2 separate regions of the Mus musculus genome follow, and region 2 is linked to region 1. Evidence: chromatin contacts called from public HiChIP or PLAC-seq data. All regions are on one chromosome and are shown on one strand. The core of a region is the stretch at or near the end of the contact, and the rest is flanking DNA. Distances in the headings are between cores, read along the strand shown.

Region 1 (5,295 bases), core at 1,615-4,114:
GTTACGTTCTTATTTCTTTAATAAAAAGAACAAAATTCCCTTAAGGAAAAGCTAAAGGAGAAATTAGAATCTTGGTTTCTGAAGGCCTGATGAAGACATTTTGCCCTTCAACTTAGAAAAACAAGGCCTCGTAGCACTTGTGAGTGTATGTTCTCCAGGGGTAACACCTAAGATTCACACTTGGGGGAGTTCATGCTTACCCCCTTTCCGGCCAGACTGCATCATCATCCTACGACGAACAGTGTCAAACGGATAGGACACCAGCCCCGCCACCGCTGTCACACTCTGGGCAATCATCCAGCTCACGATAATGTGCACATTCTTGGGGTCTGGCAGCATCCCTGTGAGCAGAGCCAAGAAGCAAATGGCTATCAGGTGCTTCAAAAGCAGGTCAACGGAAGACAAGGCTACGGACCCAACGCCATACCCTGCCCTTCCACAAGAACCAGCTCCTCCCCCGAGGCCCCCTTACATGCAACCAGGCAAAGTTGGCTGCCGCTTTCCCTTAATCCAAAGAAGCTACAGCTCTATTGACACAGAGCTTGCTTCTAGTTCAGCTGAGAGACTAGCAGCTGTGTTGGGTTAGAGGGAGGCTTTGCCTCCTGAGTAGCTCAAAGCCACAGTATTTACCAGTACGGGAGACAGAGGCTCCTTTACCTACTAACTTATCCAAACCACATCACATTACCTCCTCAGAACTCAGGTTAGCTCAGAGGTAGGAAAGGCAACTAACACACAAAGGTCATCATGGAAGGGTAGATCACACAGAATCCTCTCTCCATAACCCCCTCCCCACACCTTCCACCCCAAAGCCCCCCTCTCACCCTTGGCAGTGTCATAGACTCCGAAGTAGGCAGCTCTGTAGATGATGATGCCCTGGACAGAGACACTGAAACCCTGGTAGAGACCCTTCAGGCCGTCCGACTTGAAGATCTTGGTGAGACAGTCGCCCAGCCCATTGAATTCTCGCTGGGAAGATCCCTTGCCCACGTCGGCAGCCAGCCTGGTCCTAGCAAAGTCCAGCGGGTAGACGAAGCAGAGGGAGGTGGCCCCAGCTGCCCCACCAGAGGCCAGGTTACCAGCAAAGTAGCGCCAGAACTGCTTATGGCGATCCACGCCTCCCAGGAAGATCTGCTTGTACTTGTCTTTGAAGGCGAAGTTCAGGGCTTGAGTGGGGAAGTACCGGATCACGTTGGCCAGGTTACCCCTCCAGAAAGAGAGAAAGCCCTGCTCCTTGGGGATTCTCACGACACAATCAATGATGCCTTTGTACTGCTTCTCTGCACTGATCTGTTTGCTGGCATGCTGGACCTAGTTTGGGGTGGGAGGGAGGAAGGGGTGGCAGAGGACAGGCAGAGAGAAGGGAAGACAGAGGGGGAAAAAGGATTTGTATTTCCTCAGTTTTTCTTATTTTTGTTTTGAAAGGATAGGGTCATCCTATATAGCCCAGGCTAGCCTGGAACTAAAAAATCATCCTGTGTTGCCTCCCAAATGCTGGGATTATAAATGTGCACTGCTATGCCCAGGGTTCCTCGCCCATCTTTCACTTTCAAGTGACAAGGGAGAATTCCAATTGTTTTTTAATGTATCAGGAAATCAGTTACCAAGAACATACCAATAAATGTTAGTTACTTGACTAAGCTAAAAAGCAGTCCAATTTCTCGACATTATAAGGACATTTGAGCGAAATTCCCTGCAGGCTTATGGGGAATGGCAATAAAGATCCCTCCCTCAAGGGCTCTTAACATGGTGAGCAGATGACAATGTCCCTGCTTTACTCGAATGTCCCCCGAGACAAGGTTGTCTTAACAGTAGGTGTCTGAAAATTTTCAAGCAGATAATTCAAGTGATTAGTGAGTTACTACTGCCGTGGCCAATCTGTTGGAGCATTTTGTGTTATGTTTAAATGCCCAAACGGCTCTTCCCCATTGAACAGCGTTTGCCTTTGAGATGGATCAGATGATGATGGCAGGCCCCTTCAATGACCGGGGAGAAAATTATATGGGGACAAGATGGCCAAGGCGGTCTGAATTTATCCTGAATATTACTTCTGGATTTCTGCCTCAGTGTCTCCATCTGTGAATACGGGCCAAGGACGATTCCTATCTTGCAGAGGTTATAGGAAAGATGAATGAAATCAATGTCAAGTTATAGCGCAGCGCACGCGACATAGAGCGAACCCCAGTCAATGATTAATCTGATGCTTCAATTGTCAAGGGTGGATGCAGATAAGAAGGTGCAGAGGATGTGGCCAAAGGGTGAGGCCCGCCTAAGAGGCCTTAGATGGAATGTCGCTTGCTGTACCGGGCACAGGATCTGGCTCGAGGTAGACCAGCTTCGGGGTGGGTTTCCATATATAGACACCCCAACGCGGGCGCCACCCGACACCAGGAATCTGCCACTGACGCTGGACCTGTATCTGCGTAGAGGGCACCTTCCCCTTCGCCTAGGCCCCGGGCTTGCGGCCTAGCACAGATTTTTCCGCAGCGTCGCGCGCGCCCGCGCCGCAGCATCCCCGCGCCCCGCCCGCATCCCTGCGCCCTGACGCGCGCGCCCCGCCCCGCATCCCCCCAGCGCCCTGCCGCGCCCCGCTCGCGCCCCCAGCCGTCCTGACCTGCAGCAGCAGTTTGACCCTCTCGATCGGGGCGACCGCCGTCTTGGAGACGGCGGCGGCGATGCCACCTGCCAGGAAGTCCTTAAGAAAGCTCAAAGCCTGATCCCCCATGCTGAAAGCCGGGCGCACACAGCCTGCAAGGAGCCGCTCGTTTGCTCTTGCCTACGCCCGGCCAGGCACCGCCACCCCGAATCCGTCCCTGCACGACGCGAAGGGACCGCCCGCCTGACCGCAGCCCTCCTTATATCCCCGGCTCGGCGTCTCGCGAGAGGAGGAGGGACCCCGGCGAGCGCGCAGCGCGCATTGGCTGGGCTGGTCCCTGGACAGCCCCTCTCCATCCCCCTCCTTTGCAGAGGGCATTGGGGGCGAAGACGCTTCCGGGAGCTAGGGGTGGGTTGGGGGCTGTGCCTGCAGCTTGGGACGTTTAAAGGGCAAATTCATGCTATCTGTCCCAGCGAGCCGAGGGAACACCGTGTCTCTGCTGCATGTGGACCGTTGTATTTATAGCTCACGAGGGTTTAGCCTGGGGACGACCTGGGGACAGAGAGGGGGCCCCTTGATGCTTCAAGGGAAGCTCTTTTTGACCTCGATCTTGCACCACGGTGCTTTTGGCCAAGAAGGTTTCAGGCTTCCACCCCTTCCCGTTGTCAGGGCGTTTCCAACTAGAGCTCCCTGCCTGGATTCGGGCCTCTGCAGAACTCTGCGTTTCTGCAAATAAATCATACTCCTCCCAAATACATACTAACATCTTTTTAATGCCATTATTGCCTCATAGTAGAGGGCAAGCTCCTGTCTCCGACTTCTCTCCATTCAATCCTTGAACCATTCAGTCAATAGAAAATATGTATGCACCGGGCACTCTGCGCCATCAGGGAAAAAGAAAAAAAGCAGAATGCAGCGGCGCTAGGTGGATTCTCAGTTTGGCAGTGAATGTGGATGTGTGGCTTTTCTGTTAACTCGGCCTGTCACACTGACACACAGGCCGAGGACTCCTAAGGAAAAGACTCTCCTTTATTAGCTCCTAGTCTCTCTCAGCTCTTGGGATTCTCTCGTGGACAGACCTCTAAAGGGCTTGAATGCGTGCTCAGCTCTTAATGGAATCTCAACCGTATTTCGTGCAGGATGGTTCCAGTTGGCTGGCGGCTTCTTAAGGATCAGAGTCCTCAGACTTTTGGGAAGGTCGACTCCTTGGCTGTGTCTGACTCTATAACAGACAGCTTGAGGTTGGGGGAGGGGGGCCGAGGCACTGTCTAATCCCAGGAAAGTGATTGCAGTTTTTTTTTGTTGTTGTTGTTGTTGTTTTTTGTTTTTAATACATGGATGTGAGATTTCGTTACCCTCACCTCATTTAAGGCAGTTCAAATATAACTGTGCATATTTTCCATACTGCTGCCCCTTCCACAAGAATGAGTGCTATTAGGGTTTTTTTGTTGTTCTTTTCTTTTCTTCGTTTAACTTCAAGCCCCTTACTCTGTTCTTTTCCCACATTTGCTAACCTTCGTTTGGACATCGGTCAAGGCAGTTCATCTTTTTAAAAGTTTGCTGATCTATGCATATTTCATGTTAGGTGCTGACTGAGCTGCACCTGTGTGTCGCTCAGAGCCTAAAGACTTACTAGAGCAGAGGTCACTGGCGGGATGCCAGGAGCACATAGGTGATGTATTTATTTGCAGTTGGGAGAAACAAGGCTGGGACCCGTTACCATGTTGCTGGAGGTCAAAGAAGACACACGCATAGACAAACATAAAAGGCATCTCTGTGTTCCTTCACCAGATACCAACTGAGCAATCACTGTGTACCAGGAAGTGTGGCCTCTAAAGGAAACGCAAGTAGCACCTTGAGCCACCTCCAAGGACCTTTAAGTTCAGGGTTGTCCATCACAGTTTCACACAGCAATTTCCATGGACAATAAAATTTCTATATTAGTCATAATTATAATTGTGTGTCTACTCCATTTGGCTCTATAAATATTGGGAAGTAAATGAAGCCATTTCCTTTCAGTTCTGTGTTAGAGGTTGCCTACTTAATTACCTATTTGTCTTTACTTAATTACCAATTTGTTTTTACTTAATCACCTATTTGTTTTTATTTTTATTTTTCATTTATTAAGGGTTAAAGCAAAATTACAACTTTTATTTCTTTTATTGAAAATATGTTTTTTTCATATAGTATATTCTGATTATGGGTTTCCCTCCCCTTGGTTTTCCCAGTTTCTCTACCACTCCCATCCAAATCCACAGCCTTTCTGACTCTCATTACAGAACAGTCATGTGGGGGCTGGAAAGATGGCTCAGTGGTTAAGAGCACTGACTGCTCTTCCAGTGGTCCAGAGTTCAATTCCCAGCTACCACATGGTGGCTCACAACCATCTCTAATGGGATCCAATGCCCTCTTCTGGTGTGTCTGAAGACAGCAACACTGTACTCGCATACATAAAATAAATAAATAAATATATCTTTTTTAAAAAGAAAACAGTCATGTAAGGAATAATGTAAGATGCAATAATAAGAAAAAAAACAAACAAATAGGAATAGGGCAGAACAAACAAACAGAAGAAAAAGAGCCAAAGAAAAAGCACCAGACACACACTTGCCAGCATGCATAGGAATCCCATTAAAAACACTAAACCAGAAACCATGATGTAATCCAATGAAAAGAAATAAAAAAGGAAGACATGACTG
Region 2 (5,295 bases), core at 1,248-3,747, 84 kb after region 1:
CAACATATACATCGTCTCAAGCCGCCACCGAATCGCAAAGTAATCTAGGCAGTGAGTGGGTGTCAGAGCACCGGAGGGTGCTGGGGCGTGTGCAGGTTGAGGCCGTTGGGGTGGCCATGGCCGATCAGATTGAGATAATGCCGGTCCAGGCCCTGCATCGGAGCCAAGAAGGGGCTGTGCTGCTGTGCCGGGCTGGGGAGAGGTACCGTCGCGCTGGACAAGTAAGGCAGTGCTGGGCTGCGGGCAGCTCCAGGAGGCCATGGGAATGACCCTGGGGTAGCCCCCTGCGGGAACATTGTGGCTTCACCTGGGCTGTGGCCCGGGAACTCTGGGCTTGCTGCATGCAGCTGATAGGAGAAATCTGGCTCCGGAAGCGAGAGCGGCGGAAAGGTGGGCTCGGCGCCCAGGCGGGCCTTGGATTGCAAGAAGGCGAGGATGCGCGCATACTTGGTGTCTTTGGTCTCCATCCGCTCCACGGTGGTGAGGTAGTGCACCAGGTTCTTCATGCACTCGTGGTAACCGTAGTGGAAGTAGTTGGCAAATTCTGCTAAAAGCTCTGCTGGGGTAGCAAAGTAATAATAACAATAATAATAATAATAATAATAACAACAACAACAACAACAACATAAATGGTAGGGAGAAGGAAACAAAAGAGAACAGGCACACCCCTTCCTAGAACGGTGCCGAGGTATCTTAATAGGGTTTGGGCTGGATTCTCATTTGAGATTGGCATTCTCTACTCTGCAGTCTAGACATTGGAAAAGCAGTAATCTTGTCTCAAGAGCCTGACCCCGCCACCCCACGCCTGTGAGGAGTAATAGACCTGCATCTTTAGGTGCTGGTCCATAGCATCCAGCAGGTGCATGTTCAGGAACCAAGCGCCTGGACGCTTCGGGGGCTTCCTGCTCCCGGACTGTCCTCCACTCTCAGACCCTAGGTTCCCGCGAGGCATACTCTCCCCAGTCAGGTTTCCTTTGCCTGAATCAATGCCCACCTTTTTCCCTTCCCCGGGGAAAATCCGCGGAATGCAGAGCTCTGAGGTACTGCACTGTCATCTCCAGGATCTCCGCCTTCTCCAGTTTCCCGGAACTCTGCAAAAACCCCACAGGAGCTTAGAGGCGGCCCATCCACAGCAGACCCACGCACATGCTCTCTGTCTTCTGTAGGGGAGCAGCCAGGAAGATGCTGGCGTCAGAGAGGCTACTGCCGCCCAGAGTGGGGCGAGTTCTCTTAGGCCAGCAGCGTCTGTAGAGACTTTGGGGACTCTGCAGAGAGTGACAGTGGGGGAGTACCCAGCACCACAAACGTTACCTGTTTCGCCAGGGCCATAGGGACTGTCTTGCCCAGCTCGTTCAAGCAGCGGTTAATTCGGTCCCTCCTTCTCTTTTCTATCACTTTATGAGAAACCGGGGTTCTCTGTAAACAGAAAGTTTTGCATTTAAGATGGCTTCGCCCAAGGAGTCATCCAAGGCAAAGCTTCTGTGTTACAAGGGTCACTAATTCGCCAACCCGAAGAGACCCCTGCCCCGCCACACTAGACCAAGAGAGCTCTGTGTCCCCGGACTCAGAGCTCTGTGTCCGTGCTGGCTGGCTCTCTTGCCGTTCAACTTCCCTACACATCCCTGCCAAGGCCAAGCTAAGTGCCAAGGCTCTGGGACGTGGCCACCCGCCTCCCAGAGTGAGCTGTCTCCAATCAAGGACTCTCCTTCCAGTCTCTGTTCCCTTTCCAAACCACTCTGGATTTCTCCACACTTAAAGTTCTGGGTGGCACATCTTAGTCATCTATCCAGCCAGATGTCAGGTTAGTTGGTGAGTCACACTCTTCCACCACCAGAGCGCAAGGAACTCACTTTGCGTTCCTTGAGCCTGTCAGACATTCTGGTGTGCGTGCGCGCCCTCGGCAGAGGCGGTGGCGCGAGGCACTCGTCCACGTTCCACCTCGTGTGCCTCTTCAAGTGTTCCAGGTAGACTGCAGCCTCCCAGGTCCGAGGGGGCTCCCTTTATAAAGCAGCCATCTAGGACTGCAAGTGCATTCTCACGCGCTGAATTATTCCATAGGATTAGGAGTTCTGCGTTTGGAGCATGTATGCATTCAAGGTCAGTTTTAAAGAAGTTGACAAAAAAATTTTTAGCAGCCGAGGGGGGCGAGGTGGGGGCAGATCAGCTTTGTTAATCCACGTGGCTCTTCAAAGGACACGTGATTCGTCCAGGAATAACATTTGCATGGCAACAGGCACCTCAGGAAGAGGGGGCGAGAAACTGGAGCCGGCGGACCAGCGAGCGCCTGCACTCTTAGCCGGCGCAGAGCGCAGGGGCGCAGTGGCTGCGGGCACCGGGGGGCGAGGACCTTCACAAAACAGCGTCGCTTCCTTTAGTCCCACCGCTGAGTCTCACACGATCGCCTGTTTACAAATCCCAGCAAGCCCGCGGTCCCAGCGCCGAGTGCGTTTTAAAGCCTGTCCAGAGTCATTAAAGTAATTAAGTAAGCCTTTAATAGGCTGTTCCGCCGGGTTCAAGGGAGAGCTTCTGGAGACGGAGGCGCCCCGTTTGTTCCCAGGCTTTTCTCACACGACTTGGTGACACGTCCGTCTCCCCCCTTTTTGTTTACACCGCTTTATTTGTCCGGACATCCCGGCAGGTGTGGGGCTGCGGCTGGCACACGAGGCTCCCGCCTCGCTTCGCCCCTCCCGCGGGCCTTTGGCACGCGACTCTCTCCTCCCCCCGCCCCAGTCTCTGACCAAATCCTCTGCTTTCTTTTCTCCCCCCTCCGGCTCTCTCTTCGCGGGGGGAAGAGGCTCAATTTGTAGCCTATTATCCTATAGGAAAATGTCCATTGAAAAGTATGAATAGTTTCATTGGGCTAAATTTTAATAATGCCAAGAGTGGGGTGGAGGACAGACAGGCGGGTGTGTGTGTGTGTGTGTGTGTGTGTGTGTGTGTGTGTGTGTGTGTGTGTGTGTGAGGGGGGTGGGAGGATTGGGGCAACACAGAGGAGAGTGGGCCGAGAAGAAAAGGGAGAATGCAGCTGGCCCAGGCGAGCATTATGCGCCGTCACCTGCATGAGGGGGCGCCTACAGACCCCTATTCATTTGCCTAATTTTGGTCAATTTAACAAACTTCAGGAGAAATTATTGTGGCTTTGTCAGGGAGGGTGAAGCCTTCTGATCGAATTAACAGCATGTTTTGATCCGGTAAATGTCATTAGAAAGGGAGAAACAATCGCGCTTAGAGGGCTCTGGGTAATGCGCCCAAGTGGAGACGCCAAAGCGCACAGCTCACAAAGGGAGCAAGTAGCTGCCACAGGGAACTTTTGTACCCGCCCATCGCCCAAGTTTTGACACAAAAAGGCATTATTTCATACTTGAATACGTTTAATCCAACGATTGTCTATTTTTTGCAAACATATTTTCACAGCATTGTTAACTTTTTATGTCCCCCTCTCGCGGGCGCCTTTTCTTAACGTTTGGGGGCGGGAGAGCGCAGACACTTTGGGCATCAATATTTGTCACTGAAAAGGGTCCCGTGAAGTTAGGGAATTTGATCTCTTTTTTATGGTTTTAGAAAGCGAAATATGGGGGGGGGGGAGGGAAGAGACGGACAGAAACTCAGAAGGAAACTTACTGGACAGGCCCAGAGGGAAGGAGGGGGTGGCAGTTCCTGGGAACTCTCTCTCTTTGCTCGCTGTGTCTTTGCCTTGAGCCTGCTGTACAGCCCCAGACCTCTACCAACCAACCTCTCATTGCTGCCTCTGGGCATGTGGGGGGTGGTGGAGGGGGCGAGCTTTCCTTCATATAAAAACAATAAAAATGACCTTTGCTTTATGACTTTATTCCAGAGTCAGCAAGTTCTCATCTGTTCCCAATCTTTCTCATCTGGGAACAAGGAAAACCACCCTTCAAGTGTCGCCTTAGTCCCTTTGCCCCCCACCGTGGAGTAAATTCTCTCTATTCTGCTAGACAACAGCAGGCCCAAGGCTTATCCCTTTGGGGAGTGCCAGTCCCTTGCCAGAGGTAGGTAGGTAGGTAGGTAGGCAGGGTGGGTCCCTGCAGCACCTAGGAAGCTCCGGGGCGCAAAGCTAGCTGTGAGATGCAGGACTTCTGGAAAGCAGCCGCCAACCTTCCGGTGCCTGGAGGGTGTGGAATCGGTTTGCACCGAGCACACTAGGGTGCCCCAGTCTTGCTTACTGGTTTTTGTTTTGTTTTGTTTGTTTGTTTGTTTTGTTTTTTTCGACATACTTCACGCCAGATTGGGCAGGATCCGCACCTTTTTACAGGTTGCTCTGCCAGCCGCGTGCTCTCTTAGGGGTCATCGGCCTCGGTATATTCACTCGCACACAAGGGGATTAAACAGGAAGCCTGATCGTCCAAATCAGCTAACTTGAATGAGTAAAAGGGAGCCCGGAGTTCGCCCCCCGCCCCCTTTTTTCCCCTTCCCTGCCAGCGGACTTGAAGTTGATCCTCTTACTGTTGGTGTTAACTGCAGCTGCAGGCACGTTCCTCAAGCCAAATTTCATCTCACACAAACTGTTTAATTTTTCTGCGTTTATGGGAGCCAGGGACCGTTTGCCCAGAACTAAAAGTTCCTTCTTGGGGTGGTGCGGAGTGGATGGATGCAGACCGGGAGCACAGGGAGCAGGTTTGCCCAGCCCCTCCAGGATGCAGCAGTAAAGGAGAGAGCCCAAGGTTTCTTCTTAGGACTGGGGAAAGGATGCTTCCAGTTTTGCTCTTCCTTGCAGCGTGTCTCAACCACACTCTCAAGGAAATGGACGCCTTACTAGATATTGCTTTTACTCTCTATTTTTAGTGTGCTGATCAATGCTCCCTGGATCTCCGGGTGATTTACACTCTACCTGAGAGCCAAGGGGTTAAGATGCAGAGCCGGTTTGTGCACCAACTGCACTCCTGCCCTGAGAGCCAGACACAAAGCAGGGGAAAGATCCTCGACTGTGCGCCTCAGTTTTCCTCTTCTGTAAAATGGAGATAACATTGTGTCCATTATATGCTACAAGGCTGTCACTGGGGTGAAATAAGGGACTAGAGTCAAGGCACTCAAGGAGGCCTAACTACGACATTCATCTTTTATTTTTTGCCATCAGGGTTCTCTGCGTTGACTATTTTGTTTTAGGGAAACTGTGGAACTGTTAGGAGCTTCCACTCTATAGTGGACTCCCCCCCCCCCTCCTCCTCCTCCTCCTCCTCCTCCTCTTCTTCCTTCTCCTCCTCCTCCTCCTCCTCCTCCTCCTCTTCTTCCTTCTCCTCCTTCTCCTCCTCCTCATCCCTCTTCAAAAGCATTGCT

Evidence for each region. HiChIP or PLAC-seq counts read pairs in DNA pulled down with a chosen protein or histone mark.
Region 2: a contact with region 1 is called in an H3K4me3 HiChIP or PLAC-seq map of embryonic stem cells, with 31 read pairs. The contact joins the promoter of Helt here to the promoter of Slc25a4 in region 1. A contact is called at or near these places in 5 of 39 promoter capture datasets (the C10 cell line, cranial neural crest, liver and 1 more), 11 of 484 Hi-C or Micro-C datasets (all in embryonic stem cells), 6 of 115 datasets of contacts at active chromatin or transcription factors (embryonic stem cells, large pre-B cells and microglia) and 4 of 9 other capture datasets (adipose tissue, embryonic stem cells, liver and 1 more).

What each region holds. Positions count from the first base shown.
Region 1 is chr8:46,208,198-46,213,492 of GRCm38.p6, forward strand. Slc25a4 (solute carrier family 25 (mitochondrial carrier, adenine nucleotide translocator), member 4) reads right to left here and starts at 2,865. Exons shown (of 4, transcript NM_007450.5): 1 at 2,615-2,865; 2 at 825-1,311; 3 at 201-341. The coding sequence starts at 2,725.
Region 2 is chr8:46,292,174-46,297,468 of GRCm38.p6, forward strand. Helt (helt bHLH transcription factor) reads right to left here and starts at 2,498. Exons shown (of 4, transcript NM_173789.4): 1 at 1,851-2,498; 2 at 1,312-1,416; 3 at 995-1,091; 4 at 1-556. The coding sequence starts at 1,877. The coding sequence ends at 63.